Linked DNA regions of Sus scrofa: region 1 is linked to region 2. A link is a contact called in public HiChIP or PLAC-seq data. All regions are on one chromosome and are shown on one strand. The core of a region is the stretch at or near the end of the contact, and the rest is flanking DNA. Distances in the headings are between cores, read along the strand shown.

Region 1 (4,505 bases), core at 646-3,145, 150 kb before region 2:
AAATAAAACTCCTTCTCATATGGCTTTAAAATCTCTTGACATTTTTATACAAAATGACTATCATGTACTCTTCGTTGCATATTTCTTTTATTGTAGTATGAAAACTGCCTCCGAAAGTTCTATAAGCACCAGAACACGGAAGTTGTACTCTATTTGGCCCGGGCCCTCTTCAAGTGTGGCAAGTTACAGGAATGCAAACAGACTTTGCTGAAGGTAAAAAGGAGAACTCAGTTCTATGCTGCATTGAATTTTTTACTCTGTTGTATGCATGCTCACATACTTGACACTCTATTTGATTAAAATCCTTTTCATGCCATTAGATCATATAAAAGATCTGCTTTGTTTTTTATTTATAGGCTAGACATGTGGCACCCAGTGATACAGTTCTTATGTTTAATGTGGCCTTGGTCCTGCAAAGATTAGCTACCTCTGTCCTGAAAGATGAAAAGAGTAATCTGAAGGAAGTACTTAATGCTGTGAAAGAACTGGAGCTGGCACACAGGTAAGATTTTGTAGGAACAAACTTTGAAACTCTTTGTTTCTTTAAATCCTTCTGTCTCAAAAGGTGCTGAAAAATCATTCCCTCGTGGGCAGTGTTAACGATCGACTGGACCATGAGATTGAGGTTCGTCCTGGTCTGCTCAGTGGTTAAGGATCCAGCGTTGCGTGACTGTGGTATAGGTTGCAGACGTGCTCGGATCCCGAGTTGCTGGTCTGCGTCTGGTCAGCTCAGTGATTAGATCCCAGCGTTGCCGTGAGCTGTGGATAGGTTGCGCGTGGTCGATCCGGTTGCCGTGACTGTTGGTCGCTCGGTCGGTTGCTGTGGCTCTGGCGTAGGCGGTGGCTACAGCTCCGATTAACCCCTAGCCTGGGAACCTCTATATGCCGCGGGAAGTGGTCCAAGGAAAGGCAAAAAGAAAAAAAAAAAAAAAGAAGAAGAAGAAGAAAATCTCTACCCTCAAGAGAATCGCTTGCTATTAGAATCATTCCCGCAATTTTTAAGCCAAAGCAGACAGCTGCCATCAGGTGGCGCCAAACCATAGCCAAAGTCCTGCTAGATTTGGATCTTCTAGCCTGGCCCCTAGAACTGACTAGCTAGCTTTGCAAGCTTGCCCTAGATTTTTCATTAATCTGACAATAATATGACCCAGCATTTTACACACTAGAAATTTTTAGACTCTGCTTATGTTAGTTTTACTTACTATACCAGTGTCTTTTTATGAGATAACTCATTTTCATTGAGCTAAGATTAAGGCCTTTCCTCTTCAATACTGAATAAGTTTAATTGACTCAGCTCAAAATTTATGTAGTTTTTTAGTATTTATTTGTATTTCAGTATATGGTAAAATTAAAACCTAACATCTCTTCAGGTTTTGTCCAACCTTATTTGAATTCTTGCTTCAGCATTTCTTGCCTTGCCCAGTAGATTATAAATACTTTCATGGCTTAAGCCTCCTAACTTCTGTGCTGATATATTTAGTAAATTTAGTGTTTAGTAAATATTTGTTGCTTGGATTGATTTTTGGTTGTTTGTGAATTTCCTGATAATTGTTAAATATAACTTTGCTTCTCTTCATGGACTTGCTACTATCAAGTGGTGTATTGATGAGAATCCTTTTTAAGTGAGTTACTTTATGTATTTTTCCTATTGAGATGACAGCCCTTCATGTATTGCATACATTCATTTAAGTATTAAGTATTCATTAAGTTCAGTCAGTATGTAAGCCTTCTGTCAGACTATTTTTGTAGAACAGATTAAAAATCTAAAGGGTCTGTTTCATTAATTTTTTCAAAGTATTTTATTTTCTCATTCCACTTAGATACTTCAGCTACTTGAGTAAAGTGGGAGATAAAATGAGATTCGATTTGGCCCTCGCTGCTACAGAAGCCAGGTAATGTTACTATTTAGGGAAGGTGACTTTTGAGTGAGGCAGTGATATCGATGTGGGCTGGGAGCAGGTTCCTGACTTTCCAGAGGCAAGTCTTTCACATTCTTCTCTGGGGCTCTCCAACCTCACCAAGGCTTTTTCCTAAGGGTCCTTTCAGGGAATGTGGCAAAGTTAATTTAGTTTGAGTACTTAAGTTGTATGGGAAAATGCTTTTCTATTTCACTCACATCGGCTAGGTAGTCAGAAGCAAGATTCCTGATTCTGAGGCACATGTGAAACTAATGTTGGGAATCTTTTTAGCTGTGTTTTGGGAAGACGGTAACAATTTGGAAACGTAACATAGCTGACAATTTGGGCTTATAGGAAACTAAGTTAGGAGTTCCCAATGTGGCTCAGTGGTTAATGAGCCTGACTAGTATCCATGAGGACTCGGGTTCAATCCCTGGCCTTGTTCAGTGAGTTAAGGATCCTGCATTGCCCTGAGCTGTGGTGTAGGTCGCAGATGCAGCTTGGATCCCACGTTGCCGTGGCTGTGGTATAAGCCGGCAACTGTAGCTCTGATTCAACCCCTAGCTTGGGAACCTCCATTATGCCTCCTTTGCGGCCTTTTAAAGACAAAAGACCAAAACTAAGTTAATTTTGCTAATTAAGACTCCCCATAGGTATCACCTAATGATCTTGCTTCAAATGTGTATAAGGAAGAGGTGACGTTCTGAGTCTTTGAATTAAAAGTATTGTGGCTACATTCATATTTCTCTAAATTTGGAATGTTCTAGGCAATGCTCTGACTTGCTGAGCCAGGCCCAGTACCACGTGGCCCGGGCACGCAAACAAGATGAAGAGGAAAGGGAGTTGCGGGCCAAACAAGAGCAAGAGAAAGAACTGTTAAGGCAAAAGCTTCTCAAAGAACAGGTATTTATTATATTTTCAGTTAAACTAGAACTAAAGATGTGCATACGTACACTTTGTATGTTAAAAAAGAAGTCCTGGAGTTCCCATCATGGCTCAGTGGTTAACGAATCCAACTAGGAACCATGAGGCTGCGGGTTCGATCCCTGGCCTTGCTCAGTGGGTTAAGGATCCGGTGTTGCCATGAGCTGTGGTGTAGGTCGCAGACACCACTTGGATCTGGCGTGGCTGTGGCTGTGGTGTAGGCTGGCAGCTACAGCTCTGATTCGACCCCTAGCCTGGGAACCTCCGTATGCCGCGGGAACAGCCCTAGAAGAGGCAAAAAGACCAAAAAAAAAAAAAAAAAAAAAGAATAAGTCCTTTTGATGGTAGTCATGATTTTTTTGGTTATAAGAACATTTTGATGAGTTTTTTCCTACCCTTTTTTTTCTCATAGGAAGAGAAACGTCTCAGAGAAAAAGAAGAGCAAAAGAAACTTTTGGAACAGCGAGCCCAGTATGTAGAGAAGACCAAAAATATTCTTATGTTTACTGGAGAGACTGAAGCAACAAAAGAAAAGAAACGAGGTGGCGGTGGTGGCCGGGTAAGATATGCCTCCAGTTAGAAATGAAGTTAGGGAGTTCCCGTCATGGCTCAACGGAAACAAATCTCACTGGCATCCATGAGGACACAGGTTCAATCCCTGACCTCACTGAGTGGGTTAAGGATCTGGTGTTGGCGTGAGCTGTGGTGTAGGTTGCAGACGCGGCTCGGATCCAGCGTTGCTGTGGCTGTGGTGTAGGCCAGCAACTGCAGCTCCAATTTGACCCCTAGCCTGGGACCCTCCATATGCCACAGGTGCGGCCCTAAAAAGACAAAAAAAAAAAAAAAAAAAAAAATGAAGTTAATTGGTTAGACTCATTCAGTACTTAGTCCTGAGCTTTGGCCTCCTCTGCTGAGAGACAGTCTTCCAACACAGAGACTACTTTAAATGGTGTCTAGTATTTAGAAGTGAATTTGAGTGTATCTCAGTACAGTTAGTTGACCTTGTCTCGACCTTGTAGTTGATTTTTGCCTTTGGGGGTATTCATCCCAATTAGACGTCTTTAAAGTATGGGCCTCACCAGACACCTCTTCAACACGCCTTAGAGGAGGGATGGGACGCAGCCTCCTTCAAACCCCAACACTCGTGCCAGCCACCTTCCACCATCCGGGAAGGCACTGACGGTGGTCTTATTTGGATTCCAGCGGTCCAAGAAGGGAGGAGAGTTTGATGAATTTGTCAACGATGACACCGACGATGACCTGCCAATATCCAAAAAGAAGAAGAGAAGGAAGGGCAGTGGCAGTGAGCCAGAAGGCGAAGAGGAGGAGGGTGGCGAGAGGAAGAAGAAGAAGAGGAGAAGGTGGTATCATGGAGTAGCCTTTTAAATCACTGGGTTTGGAGTTCCCGTTGTGGCGCAGCGGAAACGACTCCGACTAGGAACCAGGAGGTGTCGGGTTTGATCCCTGGCCTCACTCAGTGGGTTAAGGATCTGGTGTGGCTGTGGTGTAGGCTGGTAGCAACAGCTCCAATTAGACCCCTAGCCTGGGGACCTCCATATGCTGCGGGAGCAGCCCTAAAAGGACAAAAAATAAATGTCACCTGGGTTTTGAATAACTTCACAAAAGTGGCAAAAGACTTTTCACCTTGTGAGTCTTAGTTTACACCCAGTAATCCCTTGATCC
Region 2 (4,497 bases), core at 477-2,976:
GTACATATACACAATGGAATACTACTCAGCCATAAAAAAGAACAAGATCATGCCATTTGCAGCAACATAGATGGAACTGGAGACTCTCATACTAAATGAAGTAAGTCAGAAAGAGAAAGACAAAAACCATATGATATCACTTATACCTGGAATCTAACATAGGGCACAAATGAACCTTTCCACAGAAAAAAAACTCCACTGCATCTTGAAAAGCCCTGAATTATAACTTATGAAATTATGAATGGTTGCTATATGTGCCTATGTCTATGCCTCTCTCTTACCAAAAGAGGAGGTCTTGAGGACAGAAGCAGGGCCTCCTTTATCTTCTGTCCCCCAGTCTTATGCACAGTAGGGATCTCAGGAAGACTTGCTCACCAAATGTGCTTCTGACTCGCTGGAGGATGCCAGTGAGCCCCTTACATCCTCTTCTAAAGGGCTTCTGGGTTTTTCTTGTTTTCTTTTGTTCATTGGGGCTCACTTGGCAGCAAGATGATTTCCTGAAGAGAAGTTTCTGGGCAGAATGCTTGGCAGATTTTTAGGCAGGTTTTGTTTTGTTTTTATTTGTTTTTTGCTTTTTAGGGCTGCACACGTAGCATATGGAGCTTCCCAGGCTAGAGGTTGAATCAGAGCTACAGCTGCCAGCCTACACCACAGCCACAGCAAAGCAGGATCCAAGCTGCATCTGTGACCTACACCACAGCTCATGGCAACGCTGGATCCTTAACCCATTGAGTGAGGCCAGGGATCGAACTTGCATCCTCATGGATACTAGTTGGGCTTGTTACTGCTGAGCCACAATGGGAACTCCTCTTTTTTTGTTTGTAGGTGATGAACCTGGGGCCTGTGGCAATGGGGAGGATCTGGAACCAGGGACCAACCACTTGGTAGTGATGCTGAGGAGTGGGGACAGGGGGATGTGGCTCAGGATCCTGTTGGCCTGATCCAAGGTGCTGGTATCTAAAGTCTAGGCTGCCTTATTTTATTTTTTTCTAGCTATGAGTCAGCTCACAGGTTTTCAGTTTCAGGGCTCCTATCCACACGAGGTCTTCAGCTGTATCAGTTGTGATGGTTCCCACAGGGATGCATTTAAAAATTATAATAATGATGCTGACGTCAGGGTTCTGGCCAGGCTCTGGCTTGTGTCTCCTCACACATTATTTTGTTCTCATAACATCCCTGTGCAGTAGTTAATATTCTTCCCTCTCCCCCATTTCACAGATGAGGAAATTGAGATACAGAGGAGTTAAGAAACATGCCCCAGATCACACAGCTGGTAAGTAGCAGAGCTGAGTTTTGAACCCTTTCCTGTGCAGGTATCGGGCATTTAAACACATACTTGCCAAAAAATTTAATGCCTTTTCATTCCATTTCATTTCACTAACATGCAATTGACTGTGGTTGATGAAAACAAGTGCAAAAACCTCGAACAAGCATGGAAAGATGCTGATGAAAAAAGAAAGGGAAAGAAAGGAATGCTTCATGGAGTGGGTGTTGTAGTTGTTAAATGTCTGAAAATATTTAAGAGCAGGAGCAAATACAAATAATACTGTTAAAAGGATTGCAGGCGAACGTTTTCCCTTTCTTAAAAACAAAACAAAACAAAAAAAACCTTTGGCATTGTTTCATAATCCGTAGGAAAACAATACAAAGAGAACAGAAGCCTCCTGGCTTGATGTGTCATACCAGGTATGGCCACATGGTGTCCCTCCAGTTCAACCTAAACCCTAAACTCCGCAGACTACTGACTTCTCACCCCTTGGCTAAAAGCTAAGGGCTAGTGGGAGCTTTTAAGCTAGCCCGTCCAGCCAGCATCTAGCACTGGAGAAGGAGGGGCACTAACTATGGCATGAAGGGCAGAGGGGACAGAAGGCCAGGAGAGGGCGGATTGTTTGCTTCCGAGGGTCCCAATGTACAGTTCTGACATTGGAAGTTCATTAGGATCGTCTGAAGGAAGGGAACAGGATGGTTTTATATCTGCAGAATAGGAGCGCTACTGCCTGGGTGTAATAATTGGAGGGAGGGCAGGAAGGAGGCTGGAGTGGGGCAGAGAAACAGGAGGGTCCACGGTTTTTGTAGAAAGGCGAAGAAGCAGCAATGGGGTTGGAAGGAAGGGTTGGGGATTTGTTTTGAAGCTGTGTTTGCGCAGCAAGCCCAGTTATCATCGTAAGAACAAAAGTTGTCTTGGAGTTCCCATTGTGGGTCAGCAGGTTAAGAACATGGCTAGTATCCAGGAGGATGCGTCTTCAAGCCTTGGCCCCGCTTAGTGGGTTAAGGATCCCATGTTGCTGCAAGCTGCAGCGTAGATTGCAGATGTGGCTCGGATCCCATGTGGCTGTGGCTGTGGTGTAGACTGACAGCTGCAGCTCCAGTTCGACCCCTACCCTGGGAACTTCCATATGCTGCAGGTGTGGCCCTAAAAAGACAAAAAAAGAAAGTTGCCTAAAGTGACCCTTTCCCCTAATATTTTTAGTTTTGTTGCCAGTCTGGTTTGAAACATTGACTTTTTTAAGGGCAGCACCATGGCATATGGATGTTCCCAGACTAGGGGGTGGAATCGGAGCTATAGCTGCTGGCCTACACCACAGCCACAGCAACTCAGGATCCGAGCCATGCCTGCGACCACAGCTCACGGCATCTCATGGCATAGAGGGATCCTTAACCCACTGAGTGAGGCCAGGGATCGAATGAACCTGCATCCTCATGGATGCTAGTCAGATTCGTTTCCACTGAGCCACAATGGAAACTCCCAAACAGACTTTTAATCAATATTCTGAGCAATTGTTATTATTTTTTTTTTTTGGTATGAATGGCAGACTTTCCACCTTTTAAGCACAGCTCAGATTTCTTATAAGGCAGCGGTTCTCAAACTGGTGTACATGACTCTCACCTGGAGGGCTTGTTGAAACAAATTGCTGGGGCCCACCCCTAGAGTTTGATTCAGTAGATCTGAGATGGGGTCTAAGGATGTGTGTTTCTAAAAAGTTCTCAGATGCTTCTGGTCCTGAGACCACAGTTACCAAAGGAATTACTTTCCTCGCATGCTCTGCCATTGAAATCTATCATCTTATTTTTATTTCATTTTTTGTCTTTTTAGGGCCATATCCGCAGTATATGGAGGTTCCCAGGCTAGGGGTCCAATCGGAGCTTCAGCTGCTGGCCTACACCACTGTCAGAGCAACTGGGATTCCAGCTGCCTCTGCATCCTACACCACAGCTCACGGAAGGCCAGATCCTTAACCCACTGAGCGAGGCCAGGGATCCAACCCACGACCTCATGGATTCTAGTGGGCTTCCTTAACTGCTGGGCCACTATGGGAACTCCTGAACTCTATCATTTTACAAGCCAAAAACCGAGGAGCTTAAATTCTTCCACTGGGTGACCAGCCTTAGTGGGGTGGTAGGGGTGGGTGGCTGTGACCTTTGCTCAGCCGGTAGGGCTGATTTTTTTCAGAGTCTGGAAGAAATATTGCAAGGCTCACTTGGATTGGTGGGAGGTTGTTAGGGGCAACAGCCGCCTCCTGCCCATTGGGCTATTAGTATCCTGTGTTTCCCAGGTTTTGGCAGCTTGGCTACTTTAGGTTCTAGCAAGTCTTGTCCCACTCAGGTGTTCCAAGCTCCATTGATTCTGATTTTTCACTAGGAGTAGTAAAATCCCTCTGCTTAACTTAGCCAGAGTCCTTGCTGTTGCTTGCAGCCAAAATCTCTGACTCAACCTCTCCTTGGTACTGCCTCCCACTACAGTAGCATGAAGGGAGCTGAGCAAACTAAGATCCCACTCGAGTTAGCAGCAGAGCTAAAAAAATCGAGTCCTGAATTTTTCTCTCCAAGGCGAGGGCTCTTCCCTCCACGTCTACAGCTACCACCTCTGATCCACAACATAGCCCTGATTAGAAAGGTGTTTGCAATCTGCATGTATCAAAACTTTCTGAAAAATAGGACCTCCAAATATATAAATAAAACCAAGCAGTAGGCACCAAAGTTTGCAGTCCTAAAATGCTACAATTCCATGACTAATATTTCTCTTAAAAAAAAAAAAAGCAAGATTCAGCCCTTTTAGCAACTGCAGGCAGTATTAAAAATGGTAGAACTCACACTCTTAGATATTGTCAGCTTTTCATCTATTTTAGGCGTTCAGACCTTGTTGCTATGGATAGTCATTAAGATATTGGTGGCAGGGGAGCAGAGACTTGCAAAGGAAAATGCTCTTATATTCAGGTTGGTCCCTCTACCTTTCCTGAGTATAGAACCCGCAATCCCCAGGAAGGGGCTGTAGAGGAGCAGCTTGACAGCAAGGGCTGACAGAGGGACAGCCAACCAGTTCACAGCCTTGGAGGGGTGCAGGCACGCACATAGCAGACCTGTTCCCTTCCCCCTTGTACTGTGCTTTCGGCTTCTGGGTACCCTCGGAGGGTTAGAGCAGGAAGAGAACTAGGTCTGGTCTTAGCTCCTCCAGGTACTTGCTGTGTGACTTCAGGCTTTCACTCCTTTGCATCTTGT

Evidence for each region. HiChIP or PLAC-seq counts read pairs in DNA pulled down with a chosen protein or histone mark.
Region 1: an H3K27ac HiChIP or PLAC-seq map of skeletal muscle shows a contact between it and region 2. The contact joins two enhancer-like sites. A contact is called at or near these places in 9 of 47 Hi-C or Micro-C datasets (blood, embryonic fibroblasts, epiblast stem cells and 4 more) and 1 of 2 datasets of contacts at active chromatin or transcription factors (skeletal muscle).

What each region holds. Positions count from the first base shown.
Region 1 is chr2:48,704,916-48,709,420 of Sscrofa11.1, reverse strand. CTR9 (RNA polymerase-associated protein CTR9 homolog) reads left to right here. Exons shown (of 26, transcript XM_021083325.1): 18 at 97-213; 19 at 357-502; 20 at 1,821-1,892; 21 at 2,666-2,801; 22 at 3,235-3,381; 23 at 4,026-4,183. Among named protein-coding and RNA genes, the nearest start is that of CTR9, 22 kb to the left of the region's middle. Within about 2 kb of position 1,895, at least 3 of the 83 cell types and tissues checked have an H3K27ac peak or open chromatin away from gene starts, as enhancers often do. A contact at or near this core is called in skeletal muscle, where this site is marked.
Region 2 is chr2:48,550,075-48,554,571 of Sscrofa11.1, reverse strand. No RefSeq gene overlaps it. Among named protein-coding and RNA genes, the nearest start is that of ZBED5, 72 kb to the left of the region's middle. Within about 2 kb of position 1,726, at least 6 of the 83 cell types and tissues checked have an H3K27ac peak or open chromatin away from gene starts, as enhancers often do. A contact at or near this core is called in skeletal muscle, where this site is marked.